Regions from separate parts of the Rattus norvegicus genome. Here region 1 is linked to region 2. The links are chromatin contacts, called in public Hi-C maps. All regions are on one chromosome and are shown on one strand. The core of a region is the stretch at or near the end of the contact, and the rest is flanking DNA. Distances in the headings are between cores, read along the strand shown. Region 1 holds the start of Pik3ip1 (phosphoinositide-3-kinase interacting protein 1). Region 2 holds the start of Patz1 (POZ (BTB) and AT hook containing zinc finger 1).

Evidence for each region. A called contact is a pair of places that touch in the nucleus more often than the background predicts.
Region 1: a contact with region 2 is called in a Hi-C map of prefrontal cortex, with 2.6 times the contacts expected there. The contact joins the promoter of Pik3ip1 here to the promoter of Patz1 in region 2. A contact is called at or near these places in 3 of 12 Hi-C or Micro-C datasets (frontal cortex, prefrontal cortex and psoas muscle) and 1 of 1 datasets of contacts at active chromatin or transcription factors (oligodendrocytes).

Annotation. Positions count from the first base shown.
Region 1 is chr14:82,427,011-82,431,153 of GRCr8, forward strand. It overlaps Pik3ip1 (phosphoinositide-3-kinase interacting protein 1), which reads left to right and starts at 1,305. Exons shown (of 6, transcript NM_001395158.1): 1 at 1,305-1,503; 2 at 2,350-2,466; 3 at 2,544-2,663; 4 at 3,658-3,870; 5 at 3,963-4,041. The coding sequence starts at 1,434. It also overlaps a transcript of Limk2 not described here.
Region 2 is chr14:82,375,621-82,379,704 of GRCr8, forward strand. Patz1 (POZ (BTB) and AT hook containing zinc finger 1) reads left to right here and starts at 2,801. Exons shown (of 4, transcript NM_001107231.2): 1 at 2,801-4,071. The coding sequence starts at 2,801.

The DNA of each region.
Region 1 (4,143 bases), core at 55-2,554, 50 kb after region 2:
ACATAATGTTTTTTTTGTTTTTTTGACTTTTCAAAGTATTCTTTTTTTTTTTTTATTAACTTGAGTATTTCTTATATACATTTCGAGTGTTATTCCCTTTCCCAGTTTCCGGGCAAACATCCCCCTCCCCCCTCCCCTTCCTTATGGGTGTTCCCCTCCCAACCCTCCCCCCACGGACATAATGTTTTTAAGAAGCATGTCAGGTGGGTTCAGAGGTTAGGAATACTTGCTGCTCTTCCAGAAGAGGTGGCCTGAGCTCCCATCGCTCACATTAGCCATCATCCCACTTCTGCCATCACCCCATTTCTAGAGGCCCTGAAGGTTTCCTGAGCACAGACACAAATAAAAACGAACCCTTATTCTTTTAAAGGACACATCAGGGTTCAATCACTTCTCATACTTAGAATCGCATTAGCTTTCCACTATGATAAAGGCCATAAAACTTATTTAGTCGTGTTACTTTCCCTCCCTACACTGTGGCAAGATAAAACAGTCTCCCACTTCTATTCTTGGTGTTGCCCGAGTCACAAGGTAGTCTTGGCAAACCACTCTGTTCTATCTCTCAGTTTACTGAGGCTGCTGGGGAACTTCAGCTGCCAGCCAAACAGAAGAAGCGCCTCCCCTTCCCTAACTCCAAAAGCCCCAAGTTGTGCAGATGTGGTTTAACTAAGGATACAAATTACTGTAACTGGATTTCCTATATACTGGCTGAGGGGAGTTATATAGGGAGTTCCTATATACTGGGCTGGTAGAAAGGGTGGATTTTACAATATAGCTAAGCGAATCTAATGCTTGTGTAACGTGTTTTTCCACTAAAGATACCCTTTCGGTATTCCTACTATATATGGATACCCCAAACCTCGAATGTTAGTAAAGGAATGTGATGGACTGGCCCTGGCAAAGTACACTTTAAATATATTGCTTCCAGACAAATAATACTCATTTGTGCCGCCTATGTGGTCTTAAATTCTTCCTGCTTCTGCAATCAGCATCCTCTCTTACAACTGTGCAGTGCTCTAGGGGCTCCTAATCCACCCCACTCCACGATGCCTTCTGACATAATGACTCGGTACTCACACTGATGGAAAAGAAAAGCTCTGGGGATGGAGTCCTGCAGGTCTCACACGGATCTGCTGCTAAGCAAAACCTCTCTGCCACTCTCCACTTGGCTGAGTTCCTCTCTTGGCTCAGGGTTAGTGATCTGGTAAGGTCTAGGAGGCTTAGGACCCAGGGGGCGCCTTTCAGCTGAAAAACACCTCGGCTGCAGCAAGCTAGCTGGGAAGCTCCCAGTTCTAAAGAGAGGCTGTTTACCAGAAGAGCATAATAAGGGCCGGTCTGACTGCAAGGCTGGGAACTAGAAGACAAAACTGCTGCCAAGGAGACCCCATTCGGACACTGGCTGTTCAGTCACCTGCAAGCCGGAAGAGGCGAGGATGCTGTTGGCTTGGGTACACACATTTCTTCTCAGCAACATGCTTCTGGCAGAAGCCTATGGATCTGGAGGTGAGATTACATTTTTTTCTTCCCTTTCTGCAGCAACTTAATGAAGCAGAACGGCTAAAGCCCCCAGATTTCCCAAATGTGGCCAGGCTGACAGGGAAGGAAGATTTTGGCTGCTTTTCTTGCTATCCTACGAAAGCCTTCTTCTCTCCTTCGTTGCAGCTCCATATTTGCCATTAAGAACAAAGACAAGTAGTCACTTTCTCTTTCTCTCTCCTTTTACACGAGTGGATGGAGCTTGGGAATTCATCTCTTCTACTCCCCAGAGTCCTACCCTTTTAAAGTCCATTTGTATAGTGTGGCAGGCGCACAAACCTCCCCTCTGCAGCTCCTCCTGTGGCTCTCTGCTGAGGGGAGTGGGAGCTGAAGAGATGTGGCAGGCTCCCTCAGCTGGAGTCTCTATTGAATCTTTTGCTTCACTGAGTCAAAGGCTTTTGTGAAATTCTCTTGGGAGCCGGTGGTGTCTGTTAAACTAGCAGAAGGTGGCTGTATTCGTGGAGAAGGGAACGTCAGTTTATGTAACATTGACTTCTCAACACTGGGATGACTTCCATGTCTGACTGCCCAGAACTAAACTCGTCATCTCCACAGAAGGACCTCAGCCAGGCTTCCTGCACCTTCAAAGTAGTCCCAAGTCCAGGAGTAACAACCCTTTGCATTTGTGCAGCGATCTCAAGCTTCTTCTTTTTTTTTTTTTTTAAAGCTAAATCTCACTGTTGTTATCTGTGGACCAGACGCCGCTAGGGGCATGACTCAAGCTCTCCGCTTTTCTCTGAGGTACCCAGGGCTTTCGCCCACGGGGCCAGAGAGCCGCACTCAGGGTCCCGGGTGGGTTCCTCTTCCTCACAGGCTGCTTCTGGGACAACGGCCACCTGTACCGGGAGGACCAGCCCTCGCCCGCGCCGGGTCTCCGCTGCCTCAACTGGTTGGCCGCGCAAGGCAGCGGCGAGTCGCTCGCCCAGCCCAGTGAGTGAACGCCGGGGTGACGGGCGGGGTTGGTGGGCGGCGGCCGCGGCCCTTAACGCCTCTTCTCCCCACCCCAGGCCCCGGCAACCACAACTACTGCCGGAACCCGGACCAGGATCCGCGTGGGCCCTGGTGCTACATCAGCAGCGAGACTGGCGTCCCTGAAAAGCGGCCCTGCGAGGACTTGCGTTGCCCAGGTACCCGCCCTGGGACCCCTGGGTAGGGGACGTTAGTCCCGTGCGCCGAGCAGCGCAGCAGCGGTTACACCCGCGGCGCACGTGCGGCTGCTCGACCCCGGCCCCGCCCCGTTCCACCCCCGCGCGGTCCGATTGGTCAGAGCTATCTCCAGGCCGCGGAGCCCAAAGCCCATTGGCCGCCGCAGCATTCGGAGTGAGCTCATCCTCTGCGAGCACTTGTAAACAACGGTGGGAGGCAGTTCGCTCGTTCCGCAAAGCGCTCCACCAGCCTTTACTGTGTGTAGCGTCCCCAGCTCACAGTCTCAGGGAAGAAGCTGTGTGAGGGACCTGAGTCACCCAGAAGTTTGACCACCTGCCAAAGGCAATGGGTGTGTTGTGATTTGAATTCAAAGCTTTTAGACTTAAGAAAACTAAGACAATTCTCTAGGATTAAATTAAGACAGTTCTCAAGGTTAAGCCCTTAACATTGGGATTGGCAGGAATCTTGCACTCAGTGTGGGTTGTCTCCTGCTGTGAAGACCCGCGTGCAGTCACTGGAGAAACCCTCTGGCAAGCCCAGCTGGGTGTTGGAAGATTGCAAGGACTTGATAAGACAAGTGGGAGGCAGGAGAGAGGCTATTGTTTCTTGAGACCATTTCCTCAGATTTGCCTGGTACATCCCAACCACAGTGCAACCCTTTCAGACTTGATTTTGCCTCTAAGGCAGGAGAAGTTTTTTTTTTTTTTTTTTTCTTTCTGTGTTTGTGATAGGATCTCACTTTGTAGCCCCGGCTTGCAAGACTGGCTGGGATTCATGGAGATGCTCCTGCCTCTGGTCCTTAATTCAGGTGTTCGCCAGGGCAGGATTTGATAACAGTTTAGGGGAGCATTTTAGGGCTGACCCTTCCTGTAACATCCCCAACAGTCAGGTCAGGTCAGGTCAGGTCAGGTTTGACTGTAGAATGCACTTAGGGCAGTCCTTGATGAGACCTGTTTCTCACCTCACCTCTACCAGAGACCACTTCCCAAGCACCACCACCACCACCACCGTCCTCTACAACGGAGCTGGAAGAGAAGTTTGGTGTGCCCGGTGACAAAGAGACACAGGTGTTCCCTCCTGCTAACGCCCTGCCAGCCAGGAGTGAGGCGGCAGAGGTGCAGCCAGTGATCGGGATCAGTCAGCGTGTGAGGATGAACTCCAAGGAAAAAAAAGACCTGGGAACTTTGGGTATGGCTGCATGTGTCAGAATTCGACAGATGATGTCATTTGCTGCTGGTCCAGGGTGTGGCTAACGGGACCTCATGTCCTGTCGTTTGCAGGCTACGTGTTGGGCGTTACTATGACGGTAATTATCATCGCTATTGGAGTTGGCATCGTCTTGGGCTACACTTACAAGAGGTGGGTAGTTTCTTTTCCCAACTCCCACGGAATAGGGCTGAGGAAGAGATACAGTATCAGACCATCTTCTTGGTGTCTTTCAAAAGGAAGTACGGTATGGAA
Region 2 (4,084 bases), core at 1,551-4,050:
GGCTGCTTTCTCCAAGGTGGGGTCCTGAACCACTAGGCTTACTCCAGCATTGACATTTGCAAAATGGTGCTAATATGTGTCCCTTGCTTTCCTCAGAGCACTGTGGGTGAGGAACCCTGTGAACTCCAGTTTGAACCCTCTGGATATATATCCTCCAGTTTTCTAAATACAGTCTACTGTGACCCACAGAAGCCACTAATGGGGTTCAGTTCCCTGGGGAGGACGACGCACAGCTGGATTGAGTCCTGACTCTACTACTGACAGTGTGGCCTTGGGCAAGTCACTCACTTTTCCATTTTCTCTAACCCGGGGAAAGGTATATAAGTACAGTGAGGACTGAGTAAGCAGACCTTCCTCAGTCTGCTCCCCAGTCCCTGGAAAGAACGGGAGCCTAGCACACTTAGGTAAATGATCTACCTCGGAACTCTTAATAGCACAGTTGAACACCAGAACTTCTAGTTCCCAGAATCTCCCTCCAAAATACTGTGACCGAGAAATTAAAGCAGTAACTAGACTGCTCTAACATAGCATTTGGGCTTAAGGGGACAGATCTTCTTTCAGGGTAAGAGAATTTTCTTTTAGCCTCATTCCTCATTTTATCCAGTAAGTCTGGCGTTGTACTGTCTGAGGAGGGTGAATTCTCAACTTTGTCCGGGGCACAGGTTACGAAACTCACAGAAGCTAAGTAACTGGCCCCAAGACATAACGAGAGGAGAGATCTCAGGTTTAGGATTTGAACTAGGGTCCTCTTTACAGTACCGCGCCAAAAACCCTCAATGAGCTGAGAGGCTAGGCGCACGGGGGGGGGGGGGACCCCAAGCCGAGTTGAAAGCGGGTTCCGTTCATTTGCATGCTAATACCCAGAATGCTTTTCCACACACACCGCTACATTTAATGGAAGCGCTCAGTTTGGAACCGTGCAAAGTTTGGAATGCGTACTTCGCTCCACTTGCAACTGTGGAAACTTCGCGCCCGTACACGTGCTTTGCCTACAGGCTCTGAGACCAAGAGCTCAGCGACAGCCCCAGCAGACGAACCTGTGTCCAACCCTCGCCTAACAGCATCTTCAGGCGTTTTAGGGACAAAGCGCTCAGGCCTGGCCCCGCGGTCCGTGGTCAGAGTGGCCGGCATTTTGCCGGGCGGCAGGGGCTAAGCATGCTTCTGGCTTGGGGAAGATCGATGGGACTTCTTGATCTCTGGATTCTCTAGTTTTTTTACAAAACTGCCGGGACATGCAGGAGCCGTTGATTTTGTCCATCGCCATCATACTGTCCCTTCCCTGAGCTGGCTGGCGACTTCGCGCTCCCTGGGGCACAAAGCCCATGTAGCAGTGGGTGGGGAAAACGACCTATCTCTAGTTATCCAGGCGTGCAAGGCATTTGCCTCGGTCAGTATGAAGCGGGCAGAAGGTTCCGCCTGCGTCGGGTCGGGATCCCGCGTCCTTCCTACGGCTGCAGACCGGGAGGTCCCAGCCGACTTCTAGGGATTTCGGCCATCAAAGGAAAACTAGGCAGGGTGCTGATGCCCGTCGGACCTGCCGGTACGCAAGGCAGGCTGGGGGGCTCAGATCCACTGGCTCTGGCCGCCCCTCCCGCACGCTCGCCTACACTCTGGGCGGGCATCGGAGGGGCGGCTGTAGCTGGTTCGCTGGCTCGGCGCTTGGATCGTATTGGTCGGGGTCGGGGGGGGGAGTTGGGGGTGGCTGAGGCTGCAGCCCCCGGCCCCGCGGGCGGGGTGGGGAGGCGGAGGATCAGGCTGTGCGAGCATTGGCGGAGCTGGGGAGTTGGGAGGGGGGCAGGAAGCGGGGGGAGCGGAGCTGCAGGGGGGGGGTGTATAAATAGGGAATGGGGGACGTGCATCCTCCGCTGGGTGAGGGGGGGGCGCTCGGCACAAAGAAAGTGGAAAGTTTGCAGCGCTAGGCGGCCCAGGCTAGGGAGCCCGATGCGCACGTGCTGGGCCGGGGCCACCGAGACCCCCCACGCCGAGCTCACTGCTTTCTTCTTTCTGCAAGCTGGGGGGGGTGTTGTTGGTATCGCCCCCTCCTTCTCCTCCCCCCAGGGGTGAAAGTGCAAGAGGAAGTGCAGCCGCTGCCATCTTTCCTCCGTTCCGAACGCACGGAGCCTGGGGCCGCAGCGCCGCCGCCACTCGTGCCTGGCTTGGGAAAGGGCCCACCCTGCTGCAGCCACCCGCTCGCTTCGGTCGCCGCCTTCGCCGGGCTCCAAGACCCGGCCTACGCCACCGCCCCCGTGCGCGCCGACCGCCGCCTTCGCCTTCGCCTTTTGTTTCCTTTGCTCCGGCGCCCCCACCCCGGCTCGCGCTTTGCAGGGGACGCAGCGCGCGCCCCCAGCGGGCCCGGGAAAAGCCTCGGAGCGCGCGCTTGCGCTTGCGCGGCGGACCCCTCCTCCTCCCCGCGCGCGCGCGCCTTTTGGCTGCGCGCCGGCGCCGCCTGGCGGGCGGGAGGGGAGGTGGCAGCCGCTTTTGCCGGAGGGGCGCACCTCTTCGCTCGTTTACCCCCTGGAAGGTAGACCTAGAGAGGGAGGCGGGCAGGCGGAGAGGGAGTGCTACGCGGGTCCGGGGTAGGTTAAGCGCGGCTATGTGGGGGGCAATGCCCCGCTGGGTCTAGGCCTTTTTATTAGAGCAGGGGGCGTGTGCGCTGGGCGCACCTTAGAGTACTACGGAGCCCTGGGCCGCACGTGCCGGGAGTGTGAGTGGTCCGCTGCACAAGGCGTCTCGCTGCTTAAGGGAAGGGACTAGGGACTGGCGGGTGCCCGGCCCGGCTAGTGGGGAAGGGGCAGCGACCATGGAGCGGGTCAACGACGCTTCTTGCGGTCCGTCGGGCTGCTACACCTACCAGGTGAGCAGACACAGTACGGAGATGCTGCACAACCTGAACCAACAACGCAAAAACGGCGGGCGCTTTTGCGACGTGCTCCTACGGGTAGGCGATGAGAGCTTCCCAGCGCACCGCGCTGTACTGGCTGCCTGCAGCGAGTACTTTGAGTCTGTGTTCAGCGCCCAGTTAGGCGACGGCGGAGCTGCAGACGGTGGTCCTGCTGATGTGGGAGGCGCGGCGGCGGCTCCAGGCGGCGGGGCTGGAGGCAGCCGCGAACTGGAGATGCACACCATCAGTTCCAAAGTGTTCGGAGACATCCTGGACTTCGCTTACACGTCCCGAATCGTTGTGCGCCTAGAGAGCTTCCCCGAGCTCATGACGGCCGCCAAGTTCCTGCTGATGAGGTCGGTCATCGAGATCTGCCAGGAAGTAATCAAACAGTCCAACGTGCAGATCCTGGTGCCCCCTGCCCGGGCTGATATCATGCTCTTTCGCCCTCCTGGGACTTCTGACTTGGGCTTCCCTTTGGACATGACCAACGGGGCAGCCATGGCAGCCAACAGTAATGGTATTGCTGGCAGTATGCAGCCCGAGGAAGAGGCTGCCAGGGCCACAGGTGCTGCTATTGCGGGCCAAGCTTCCCTGCCTGTGTTACCTGGGGTGGACAGATTGCCCATGGTGGCTGGACCTCTATCCCCCCAACTACTGACTTCTCCATTCCCCAATGTGGCATCCAGTGCACCTCCTCTGACTGGCAAGCGAGGCCGGGGACGCCCCAGGAAGGCCAACCTGCTGGACTCCATGTTTGGGTCTCCAGGGGGCTTGAGGGAAGCAGGCATCCTTCCATGTGGCCTGTGCGGTAAGGTGTTCACTGACGCCAACCGGCTCCGGCAACATGAGGCCCAGCACGGCGTCACAAGCCTCCAGTTGGGCTATATCGATCTTCCTCCTCCAAGGCTGGGTGAGAATGGGTTACCCATCTCCGAGGACCCCGACGGCCCCAGAAAAAGGAGCCGGACCAGGAAGCAGGTGGCTTGTGAGATCTGTGGCAAGATCTTTCGTGACGTATACCATCTCAACCGGCATAAGCTGTCCCACTCTGGGGAGAAGCCGTACTCGTGCCCGGTGTGTGGTCTGCGGTTCAAGAGAAAAGACCGCATGTCGTACCATGTGAGGTCCCATGATGGGTCAGTGGGCAAACCGTACATCTGCCAGAGCTGTGGGAAAGGCTTCTCCAGGTGAGGATGGCAC